Regions from separate parts of the Mus musculus genome. Here region 1 is linked to region 2. A link is a contact called in public promoter capture Hi-C data. All regions are on one chromosome and are shown on one strand. The core of a region is the stretch at or near the end of the contact, and the rest is flanking DNA. Distances in the headings are between cores, read along the strand shown. Region 1 holds the start of Lrrc55 (leucine rich repeat containing 55). Region 2 holds the start of Rtn4rl2 (reticulon 4 receptor-like 2).

Region 1 (5,052 bases), core at 691-3,190, 310 kb before region 2:
GGGTAGAATTCAGGTCTCCGTGCTTGTATGGAAAGTGCTTTACCAACTGAGCCATTTCCCCAGTCCTATATAAATCTCCTAAGCTATAAACCTACCATCTGGTCAATTATTTAGCAAATGGTAAATGTACAAAGAGTTATTTTTAAAGGAAAAGAAAGCAAATGTGGAGGTTGTAATGCAACAGCACTAAGGAGGCAAGAAGATTGAGAATTCAAGGTCAACCTGAACTGCACAGCAAGACACCTGATGAGAGAAAAGAGGAGAGAAGTGAGATAAGGAGAGGAGAAAGGAAGAGGAGGAGAGGGGAAGAGGAGAAGGGAGAGAGAAGAGAGAAACCACCTATTTAATCAAACCAACTAGCCAAGCCAATGTGCAAATTATGACCCACTGTAAAGACACTTACTCAAGAAAAGAGATGGTACCAGGCGTGGTGACACACGCCTTTAATCCCAGCACTTGGGAGGCAGAGGCAGGCAGATTTCTGAGTTTGAGGCCAACCTGGTCTACAAAGTGAGTTCCAGGACAGCCAGGGCTACAAAAAACAAAAAAAGAACAAAAAAGAAAGAAAGAGAGAGAGAGAGAGAAGAAAAGAAAAGAGATTGTGTGAATTTCACTTTCATCTGAACTCAATAGAATGAGAATCTTAAAGGGAACAGAACAACAAAAGGGATTCCTAGAACCCTTAGAAAGAAGAAAGAAGCATAGTGTTCTTTGACCATGGGTGTCTGTGTGTGTGTGTGTGTGTATCTGTGTGTGTGTGTCTGTGTGTGTGTGTGTGTATCTGTGTGTGTGTGTGTGTGTGTGTCTGTGTGTGTGTGTGTGTGTCTGTGTGTGTGTCTGTGTGTGTGTGCGCACGCGTGCAAGTGTGGGTGTGTGTATTAAATATATGCATATCCATGTTCATTTATGTGTGCATACACATGTGTTCACATGCATGTGGAGGCCAGAGGTGTCTCAATAACTCTCCACCTTGCACACTGAGTCAAGATCTCTGTGCCAGGCAGCTACACAGTACTGAGGATCAAGACCCCAGTTTTGTGTTTGTACTGCGGGACTTTTACCCAACCCAGGACCATGATACTTTTTACTGGCCACTTCCATTCCCTAAGGATATAACCAAGAATCTGTAGTGGTCCAGGTACCCTCATTTAAACTAGGCAATTGTTTCCTTGCATCCCAAGGGCTCTCAGCTCAATTGGTACTCCAGCTGAATCCCCTAGCCTCAGATAACTCATGGGGTAAGGGCTTAGAAACAAGGAGCAGAGGAAATAATTCACCTGTAATTCTTTCTAATATGCAAGCTTCATCTAATCACCTGGTGCTCCAACCTGGACACAGATGTCATAAAGCAGCTAAATAGAAAACATTTGCCCATCGGATAAACAAACACTAAGAATCAACCATGTTTCTTTTCTCTGCCCATCATTATGCTTGCCTTCATTGCTCTCATCTATTTTGCTTTTCCCCATCCCCATTACATTCCTCTCCCCATTTTATGCCTTCTCTTGTATCCCTGTGGAGTGAGATGCACTTAAACTCTCCATGTTCCATCTAAGATTTCAGACCAATGCTCTATCCTTTCCTGGAGAGCCCTCTTGCCCTCTCTCCATTGCCTGCTCTTCTGCCCTAATCCCTGTTCTGGGGCTGCCTACCCTCCTCTCCTTTCTTCCCCTTGCCCTACCCACTAGGACCCTGAGGGTGGCTGTAAATTCACCAGGAGTACTTCATTCTCTTTTCTCATCTTGGTGGGGTCTATAGCCAGTTCCCCCTGTTGCTCAGAGATGTGGAGGCAGTTGCTAAGAGACAGTGAAACGTCATTACCTGGCCCTCGAGGAAAAAAAAGGGGAGTGAAAGAGAGAGAGGAGGAGAGAAGGATGGAGGGAGGGGGAGAGCCAGAGAGAGAGAGGAGGGAGGGGAAGACCTGGCTCTGGCGGAAGCCACACACCAAGGCAGCCTCGGCACCAGCTGAGTTTCCCAAGAGGCATTCAGATTCTGTGAACTTTCTAAGCATCCTCTCTCAAATTTCCTTTCAGCGTAAAAGAAGGGGCACAGGGACCACAGGACAGGAAACCGCAGAAGATGCTGGCCTGGGATGCAGGAGACATGGAAGAGGAGAGTCGGGGGAGGGGAAGAGCCGGATAGGCAATCTGTTCGGAAGCTAGCAAGCAAAGGAGCGGGGGATTCCAGGATGAGGGAGGCAGAGCCGTTCGTCTGCGTAAGATTGATGTCTGTGTCCTTGGAACAGAGTGAGTAGTCTCCTGAGGGCCCGCGGGAGTATAGCAGAAGACCCCGAAGCTAAGAAAAATTAGTCTGTATAAGGGGGTGCCGGGGTGATTTCCCAATGGGTGAGACTGAAGCTACGAAGCAGTGGGGAACTGGGTGGGGAAATGACCGAGCGACGACGGGATAAAGGGGTGGGGGTAGTGGGGGCAAGTGAGGACAGCAGGTGAGTAAAAGAAAAGCTGAAGCCACAGAGAGTGAGGGATGAGCAGCGGGGTGAGGCCCTGGGTGGGATGAGGTTCTCCATCTCTTTGCCAGACCAAGTATGTGTGTGGGCTTAAGCAGGAGGCTGGGAGCTGGAGAGTAGAACATAAAAGGATGCTGGGGTTAGGGCTGTGCTGTGGTATAAAAGATGCCGGGGCACACTTGGGTAGGGAATGTGTGTAGAAAGAAGCTGGGAGGGGGTACAGTGAAAGTATGTGTGTGTGAGTGTGTGTGTGTGTGTGTGTGTGTGTGTGTGTGTGTGTGTGTGTGTATGTGTGTGTGTGTGTGTGTAAGAAAGAGATGGGGGGGGGCTGAAAAAGTGGATAAGAGGGGTGTACAAACTGCCAGAGCTTAGATGCATGTTTTTCTTGGGGAGTTTTTCAGGGTGGGGTATTTGGTGCTCACGAGGGTGGAGCTATGAGCAATAGAAGAAAATGCACCCAACTCCGGACAGAAACCTAGGAGAAGAATTTCAGGTCAGATGGATGCGGTTAGTAGGTGGGTGTAGACTGGGTTTCTGAGCTCACTGTGGTCCTCATCTGAAAGATAGTGAGCAAAGAACTTTGTGGTTGGGAACAGATAGGTTCAAAGAAGAAAGAAGAGTAAAGTAAGGAGGAGTGAAGACAAAGGAGCAAGGCAAGGGGGCAGGGATGTAAGGACACTAGATTTCTTTGCCTGAATGCTTTTCTTGTTGACAGAGTGACTTCTGCCTCCGCCTGCTGAGTGCACAGCTGAGCATGGTGACAGCTTGAAGACATAGATAATGCTTTTGTAACTGACCCTTACCTGTGCCTCCAGACTCATGGTGTTTTCCACATTTCGTGGTCCAGACAGTGGGTGTCACTTGGGACTCACCCCTCTCTGGGAAGCAAAGAGCATCCCTTGAGAATCCAGAGACCACTGAGACTGAATGTTCAGGCTTCTAGGAGACCCATGGGAACATACTTCTCCCCCATCCTAAATCTCTGGCCCCAGGTCTCTTGTGAACTCATGCCCACTGGGCCACCAGGAGAAATGGCCTCTGGGACCTTGAATGTTGGAGATCAAGGTGCCGTTCTGACTTCCTAATCAGTCCCAGACCTAGGACAGGGCTTAAGTTTTCTTAGATGAAGTGCCAGGACCTTTAAAGGGCACCTTTCATCCCCCTCACATCCTCCCCTGCCCCACCCACCTGTCAGACACAGCACAAGAGGAAGCATCCAGCAGGCATGGGTGACAGAAGCACAAAAGATCTACAGGGACCCTTCCAGGGCCTGCTGACAGCTGTTCCAGCTCCATCCTTGTTCCCCTAGTTTCTTAAGCTTTGATCATCCTTTCAGACCCTGGGGTACCTCAACTGGGTCCATGCTCCCCAGGGTCTACAAAGGGACATCCTATGAATCTTAGGAAGTCCTTGGGTGTTGAGAGGCTCTCAAGGAAGTGTTGAGCCATGATAGCACTCTCGCAAAAGCCCCACCTTCCAGACTCAGGCCTCTAATGTAGCAGCATCCCTGTAACTTGACTGTTGGACCTAGGGACACCGCTCTCATGGGCTCCCTACAGCACTGCTGCTGCCAGCTGCCAAAGATGGGTGACACCTGGGCCCAACTTCCCTGGCCTGGGCCTCCCCACTCAGCCTTGTTGCTGGTCTTCTTCCTCTTGGCAGCTGGGGTGATGCACTCTGATGCGGGTACCAGTTGCCCAGTCCTTTGTACATGTCGTAACCAAGTAGTGGACTGCAGCAACCAGCGGCTGTTCTCTGTACCCCCGGACCTGCCAATGGACACCCGCAACCTCAGCCTAGCCCACAATCGCATTGCAGCTGTACCGCCAGGCTATCTCACATGCTACATGGAACTCCGCGTGCTGGATTTGCGAAACAACTCCTTGATGGAGCTGCCCCCTGGCCTCTTTCTCCACGCCAAGCGCTTAGCACACCTGGATCTAAGCTACAACAACCTCAGTCATGTGCCAGCTGACATGTTCCGGGAAGCTCATGGACTGGTACATATCGACCTGAGCCACAACCCCTGGCTGCGGAGGGTGCACCCCCAGGCCTTCCAGGGCCTTGTGCATCTCAGAGACCTGGACCTCAGCTATGGCGGCCTGGCTTTTCTGAGCCTTGAAGCCCTTGAGGGCCTCCCAGGGCTGGTGACCCTACAGATCGGGGGTAACCCATGGGTATGTGGCTGCACCATGGAGCCCTTGCTGAAGTGGCTGCGGAATCGGATACAGCGCTGTACAGCGGGTAAGAGAGATGACTGGACAGGTCACCAGGCAGAAGGTTTCTGGGAGTAATAGTAATAATAGTAATAATAATAATAACAATAATAACAATAGTAATAGTGACAGTACTATGTGCCATCTCTTGTTCAATGAGTATTTGTTGAATATATGAGACACATGCTAAGTGCTAAAGAAGTTCATTTGCTAAACAATCAGAGGTCCCTTGCCTGTATAATGCCTATGGTCATAGAAAGAAAGACACACAGCAAGCAGTATGGTAGAAGCAATTGGTAGTATTTGTTGACCTTCTGCGATGAGCTGAGTGCCTTGGCATACATTATCTCCATGAGTCCCCATTTTTAT
Region 2 (5,367 bases), core at 2,799-5,298:
TTAGCATTCTTGAGCAGGGGGTCAGAGACTCTGTTAGATTTTTTTTCATGCTTTATCTCATTTAATCCTCAAACAACTCTATGATCTGGGAACCAGAATTTTTCCTCTCTCGTTTTCTACCTGAGGAGCCTGGAGGCTTAGAGAGCGCTCAGCCCCTTGGTGAAGGTCATCTGTTTAACTAGTGAATTGTGCAGCAAGGCATGCACTAGACAGAGCCTCTGTGTTTGTGACCACTGAGCAATCTCAAAATATGCATTTACTAAACAGTGTTCTAATGTTGAAGGTGCCAAACAGGAGGTATTTAGGAGGGGGTGGGGGAGGCTCTGTTAACTCACTAAATGGCACCACCAGAAAGATTAGGGGTCCCAGTGACACAATGAGAATACTCATGGAGGACATATTGTGATAATCTGGCTAATATGCCACCTCCTTCTAGCCTTCTTTTTCCCAGAAACTGGCTTGATGGGGGGGGGGGGGGAGTGCGGGGAGGGGAATAGTCTATATTCATCAACCCCTTTCTAGAGATCTTTGGCTTCCACTAGGACTGCAGCTCCGCATATAGCCACCAGAGGGCGAGCCATGTCTGTGGCCAAGAGTACCCAGAGCCCGGCCAACTGTCTAAGCAGAGATCTGTCTACATGACCAGGCCACCTTCCCCGGTTACACTGAGCCATCAGTATACCTCTTGGGATCTCCAAACATTTCGCTGCCAAAAAACAAAAACAAAAACAAAACAAACAAACAATCAAACAAACGAAAATACCCATCACGAGGTCTGCCTCTAATGGGTCAGCCCGTATCAAAAAAAAAAAAAAAAAAAAAAGACCTCGAAACAGCAATGAGGCCAGCTTGCCTTGGGAGCTGGAGACTATGTAACCTGATGAATGCTACTTTCTCTATGTACAAATGAGTAAAGGGAGTGTAAGGAAGAGAGTGAATGGGCCGGGGTACTTAGAGAAAGCTGGTGCTCAAATCCAGAGAGAGTTGTCAGAGTGCAAGGAGAGGGGCCCCCAAGAGTAAATGTCTGGAGAAGCAAGAGGTGGGAATAGCCCACAGGGAAATCCAAACGCACAGCAGGATTCTGGGAAACCGCTACTAGCCATCCGCCCACCCACCAGCCAGCGGTCCAACAGCCTTGCTCAGCACCTGTTGGACACACTGTATGAGAAGCATTTCCTGCCCTCAAAACGCTGGCAGTCTAGAGGAGCGAGTGGTGAGTCAACAGATAACCATGGGAAACCCGAACACCTGTACAAGGCGGTGGCTTAGAGAGCTTGTGGCTGTCTAGGGAATCCCAACTTGGGCTGATGGAGAGGCCTGGAGCTGAGGACCCTCTTCCCCACACAGCTCATCCCAGGATGGGGTTCCCCTCCAAGCTTTGGTTGTCTGCCTGTGCTGGGGGCCAGTGTCCCCTCCCACCCCTCTCAGAAGAGCTGAGGCCCAGGGAGTCGATGAAGCACACCTGAGTCAGCCCGCCGCCCACCCGCCCCTCAGCGTCTGTCTCCGCATCTTGTGATATTTCGCTCCCCGGGAGCCAGCCCCATTGCGCTCCGGAGGCAGCTCGGCAAACAAATCCAGCGACAGATTGTGCCGCGGCTCATTCCGGGGAAGGACGCCAAATCCCACCCTGCTACCCCCAACACTCCCTCCCCGCCGCCCCCTCCAGCACTAAACACCCCCCCACACCCTCGCGCACGCTCCAGGAGCGGGCCCTGCACAGGGTAGGACCCAAGGAAAATCAAGGCTCTATTCCAGAGAGAGGAGACCCAAATATGCCCCTTTCTGTTTCTATCTGACCTGGAAAAAGAGAAAAGCAGGAGAGAAAATTCAGGGACTGCCAAGCTGCGAGCCCCGGAAGCAACGTAAGATAGAACCACCAGGGGGCACTCCAGAATGAGGTGCAAGAGTCTGAGAGCAGCTACCACCACCAACATCGCAGCCCAGCCAAGAAACAAGATGAAAGGGAGGAAGGGAGTAGAGACAAAGAGGCGAGGAAACACATGCGGACTTGGAGAGGCCAAGAGGAGGCTGGGACTCTCTCTCTCTCTCTCTCTCTCTCTCTCTCTCTCTCTCTCTCTCTCTCCCCCCCCCCCTCTCTCTCTCTCTCTCTCTCACACACACACACACACACACACACACACACACACACATACACAGAGACAGAGAGAAAGAGAACCAATGAAGACAGAAGATATACTCATCTCATCTTTGGGGAGGAAAGGACAGAAACTAAAAGGCGGCGCACAAGAGAATAGAGATTAAAGATGGGGATCATAAAATATGAATAAGAGTTGGGGGAGAAAATGAGAGAAATCGAATGAGTACGAGAGAAGAATGGCAGATTATAAAAGGTGCGTGGAGTGAATGAGAAGAATGAGACTAGCATATATAAAGCGCCGACTGTATGCCGTGCACAGCGTTGGACCCAGGCACAGGTATGAAGAGGAGCCCGTGCCTGGACTAAGGGTTCCTCCGCTCCACTCGCAGGCAGGGTCCGACTGCATCCAGATGGCCCTGGCACCGCCGCCGTAGGCACCACTGCAGCAATCCCAACCCCGCGTGCGCCGCTTGGCGACAGTTCCCCAAGCGGCTCCCTTCATACGGGGGTTATCAAAAACCGTGTACTAGGCACCTTGGACTGACCAAGACTAGGGCGAAAGGCGTTGAGGCTTTTAAAATAAGGCGCTGAGGTCAGGGATTGGCTGACTCCGCCAGGATAGAGGCGTCTAGGGACCCTATGAGGCCCCTATCCGCCCCTTGGTAAGAAGAGGGTTAGAAGTTTTTGTGAACCAGCAGTCTGCTACCACTTTTGGATCCTCTTCTGCCCTCTGGCGAGAGATAAGAAATCATACCCTTTGGGACATATCACGTAAATACACGCGCGCACGCGCGCGCGTTCACACACGCACACAATTCGCACGCACGCTCAAACTTACACCCATTTGTAAAAAGCTTTAAGGTACATACAACACACCTGAACATTTATTCCCTTCTCCTCCCATCCCGAACTCGAGCGCGCAGAATTTCACACAGCCCTCGCGTGGCTCAACCAGAGCAGAAACCAGCGAGCACACACTAGTACTCCCGCCCTGGTCCTGGTTCCCGACAGGAATAAAAGGCCAGCACTCAGCTACACCTGCCCAAGCGTCTGCGCGCGCGAGCACGCGCACATACACTTGCTCACACGAACTCCTAGACACACTGGTCCTATAGCTATGCAAACCGCCCTGAGGGTCTAGGAAGAAAAGAAAACGTGACATTTTGCAGTCTTTAAGGGACGCAAACGATCGCGAAGGGCAGGGCAGGAGGAGGGGCGCTGAGTGGGAAACTGCTCTGAAACTGCATATCTTCTGGGAAAGTTGGGAAATCCTCACCCTGAACAAGTCAGGGGGTGGGGGTGGGGAGGGGACTTAACACTACTGCATGCGCGCGCGCGCGCGCACACACACACACACACACACACACACACACACACACACACACACCAAGAAGGGATTTCTCTAAAGGCATGGCGCCGCAGAGGCTACGGGAACACAGCCTTCCCGATCTCCCAAGGTTGGGAGGGGGCCGGAGACTGAGTGGTCTAGATGGAGAACTACTCCCTCCTCCTAGTAGCCAGCAAAGGGTTAAACCGGCAGGCCGGGAAGCGAGGGAGGAGCCAGCGAGTGCGGGAATGGGGGGGGGGGGGGAGCGCTTCTTCGCTGTCCCCACTCTCCCTCGGCGAGCAGCCGGGGCGCACGGACCGACCGACTAACCGACTCCCTGCGGGGCCGCGCTGCTGAAGGGGCGCGGACACCGGGTGTCCAGGGTCAACCCAGCCCTTTCCATCCCGTCGTGCCCCGCCCCGTCCCGTCGGGGCCGATGGCTCCTTCCGAGGCACGGAGTCCGGGGGGCGCAGGGTAGAACTCCGCAGCCCCGCTACGTAGCCCGGGACTCCCCGGGTCCTTACGGAGCCCCGCGGAGTCCCCGCCGTCTGTCCGGCGGGATAAGGGAGCGAGTGGGAGTGCCCTCCCCCCCGCCGCCCCCTCCCCCGATCGTCGAGACAAGATGCTGCCCGGGCTCCGGCGCCTGCTGCAAGGTAGGGACACCGGCCGGCGGGAGGACACTAGAGAGAGAGGCGCCCCTCTCCTTGGGCACGAGGGTGGGGCAGTGAAGGGGGTGGGGTGGGTAGGGAGCAAAAAACCGCTTAGCGCGGGAGCGGCGCCTCCGCCCCCAGAGCTGCCAGCCGCAGGAGGGCACTGGGCTTGGAGCCTGCGGGAATGTGCGGGGAGCTCGTGACCAAGGGGGGACGCGGAGGGCAGACCGAGCTGGCTGGGAGGAGGAGAAAGAGGCTCAGGTTCTGTTGTCCCGGCTCCACCTGCTCCGGGGGGACGCTGAGGACTCGGGCCGGCTGGGGAAGCGCCGACTCAGCAACTCCTCGTGCCCGGTGTCTCAGCACTTTCCAGTCACCTGGGAAGACAAGCCATGTGGGTAGGGGTCTGCCTGGGAATGAAGGGGGTAGAGAGAGATTCCCCAATGGCCCTGCCTAGTCGCATAGATGGAGGGGCTAAAAGGAGGCTAGTTCCGAGCACTGAGTGACAGCCAAGGGTGTGGGCTGGAGACTGGGGGCGGGGAGGGTAGGGGTCGGAGGGAGGAGGGGAGTCAGGATGAGAAAAGTGTCTAGGGAGGTGGGGGTGAGAAAGAGGAGGTGGGGGGCGGGATAAAGGAGGGGTAGGAGGAGGCATAAAGGTTAGACGACCAGAAACTGGGGTCCAGGGGAAGACCAAGGAAGAGGGAGGAGAGGGTGACCAGTTCAGGAGAGAGGTGTACAGGGGCATAAAAAGCTAGAGGGGAGCGGGGGGGGGGGGGGAGATAACCGGAAGGGTGAGGACTGGGGCTCTAGGAGATTGGAATGGAAAGGGGATGGGAGGACTAGAAACCAGCGGAAGCTAGTGAGGAAGGATAGATGTAAGACTCAGACACCAGGAAAATGGTCACCAGGGGTGGGGGCCGGGATCCCTACGCGGTAGAGTGATTTGAGACGGATTAGGATGTCAACAGAAGCCAGAGAAGGAGATGGAAGAGAAGCGATGGTGCCCAGGGAGTAGACAAAGAGGCTCTGGTAACCACTTCCACGTGGGAAGCTCTCCATTCCAAAGCGCCTGCCTGGTATAGCCCTTCTCTCAGGAGTAGCTGCTGGGCTAGTCCAAAGGACCCTGAGCTCGGGGTCTGGGTTAGAGCTGAGGGAAGGAGCGTGAGCACTTTGTGTGTGGGGGTGGGGGGCAGCCTCCTTGGGGTGGGTACCTGGGCTGCCTCAGCGCTGCCATTTATATCTCCAAGCCCCGACGTCGGATCCTGCCGCCCCACAGTAGCTGCTTATTTTGGGGT

The links. Promoter capture Hi-C pulls out the DNA fragments that hold promoters and counts their contacts.
Region 1: a contact with region 2 is called in a promoter capture Hi-C map of hippocampal neurons, with 6 times the contacts expected there. The contact joins the promoter of Lrrc55 here to the promoter of Rtn4rl2 in region 2. A contact is called at or near these places in 2 of 39 promoter capture datasets (hippocampal neurons and liver) and 1 of 9 other capture datasets (liver).

What each region holds. Positions count from the first base shown.
Region 1 is chr2:85,195,638-85,200,689 of GRCm38.p6, reverse strand. Lrrc55 (leucine rich repeat containing 55) reads left to right here and starts at 1,940. Exons shown (of 3, transcript NM_001033346.4): 1 at 1,940-2,246; 2 at 3,183-4,711. The coding sequence starts at 4,051.
Region 2 is chr2:84,885,373-84,890,739 of GRCm38.p6, reverse strand. Rtn4rl2 (reticulon 4 receptor-like 2) reads left to right here and starts at 4,048. Exons shown (of 3, transcript NM_199223.1): 1 at 4,048-4,078. The coding sequence starts at 4,048.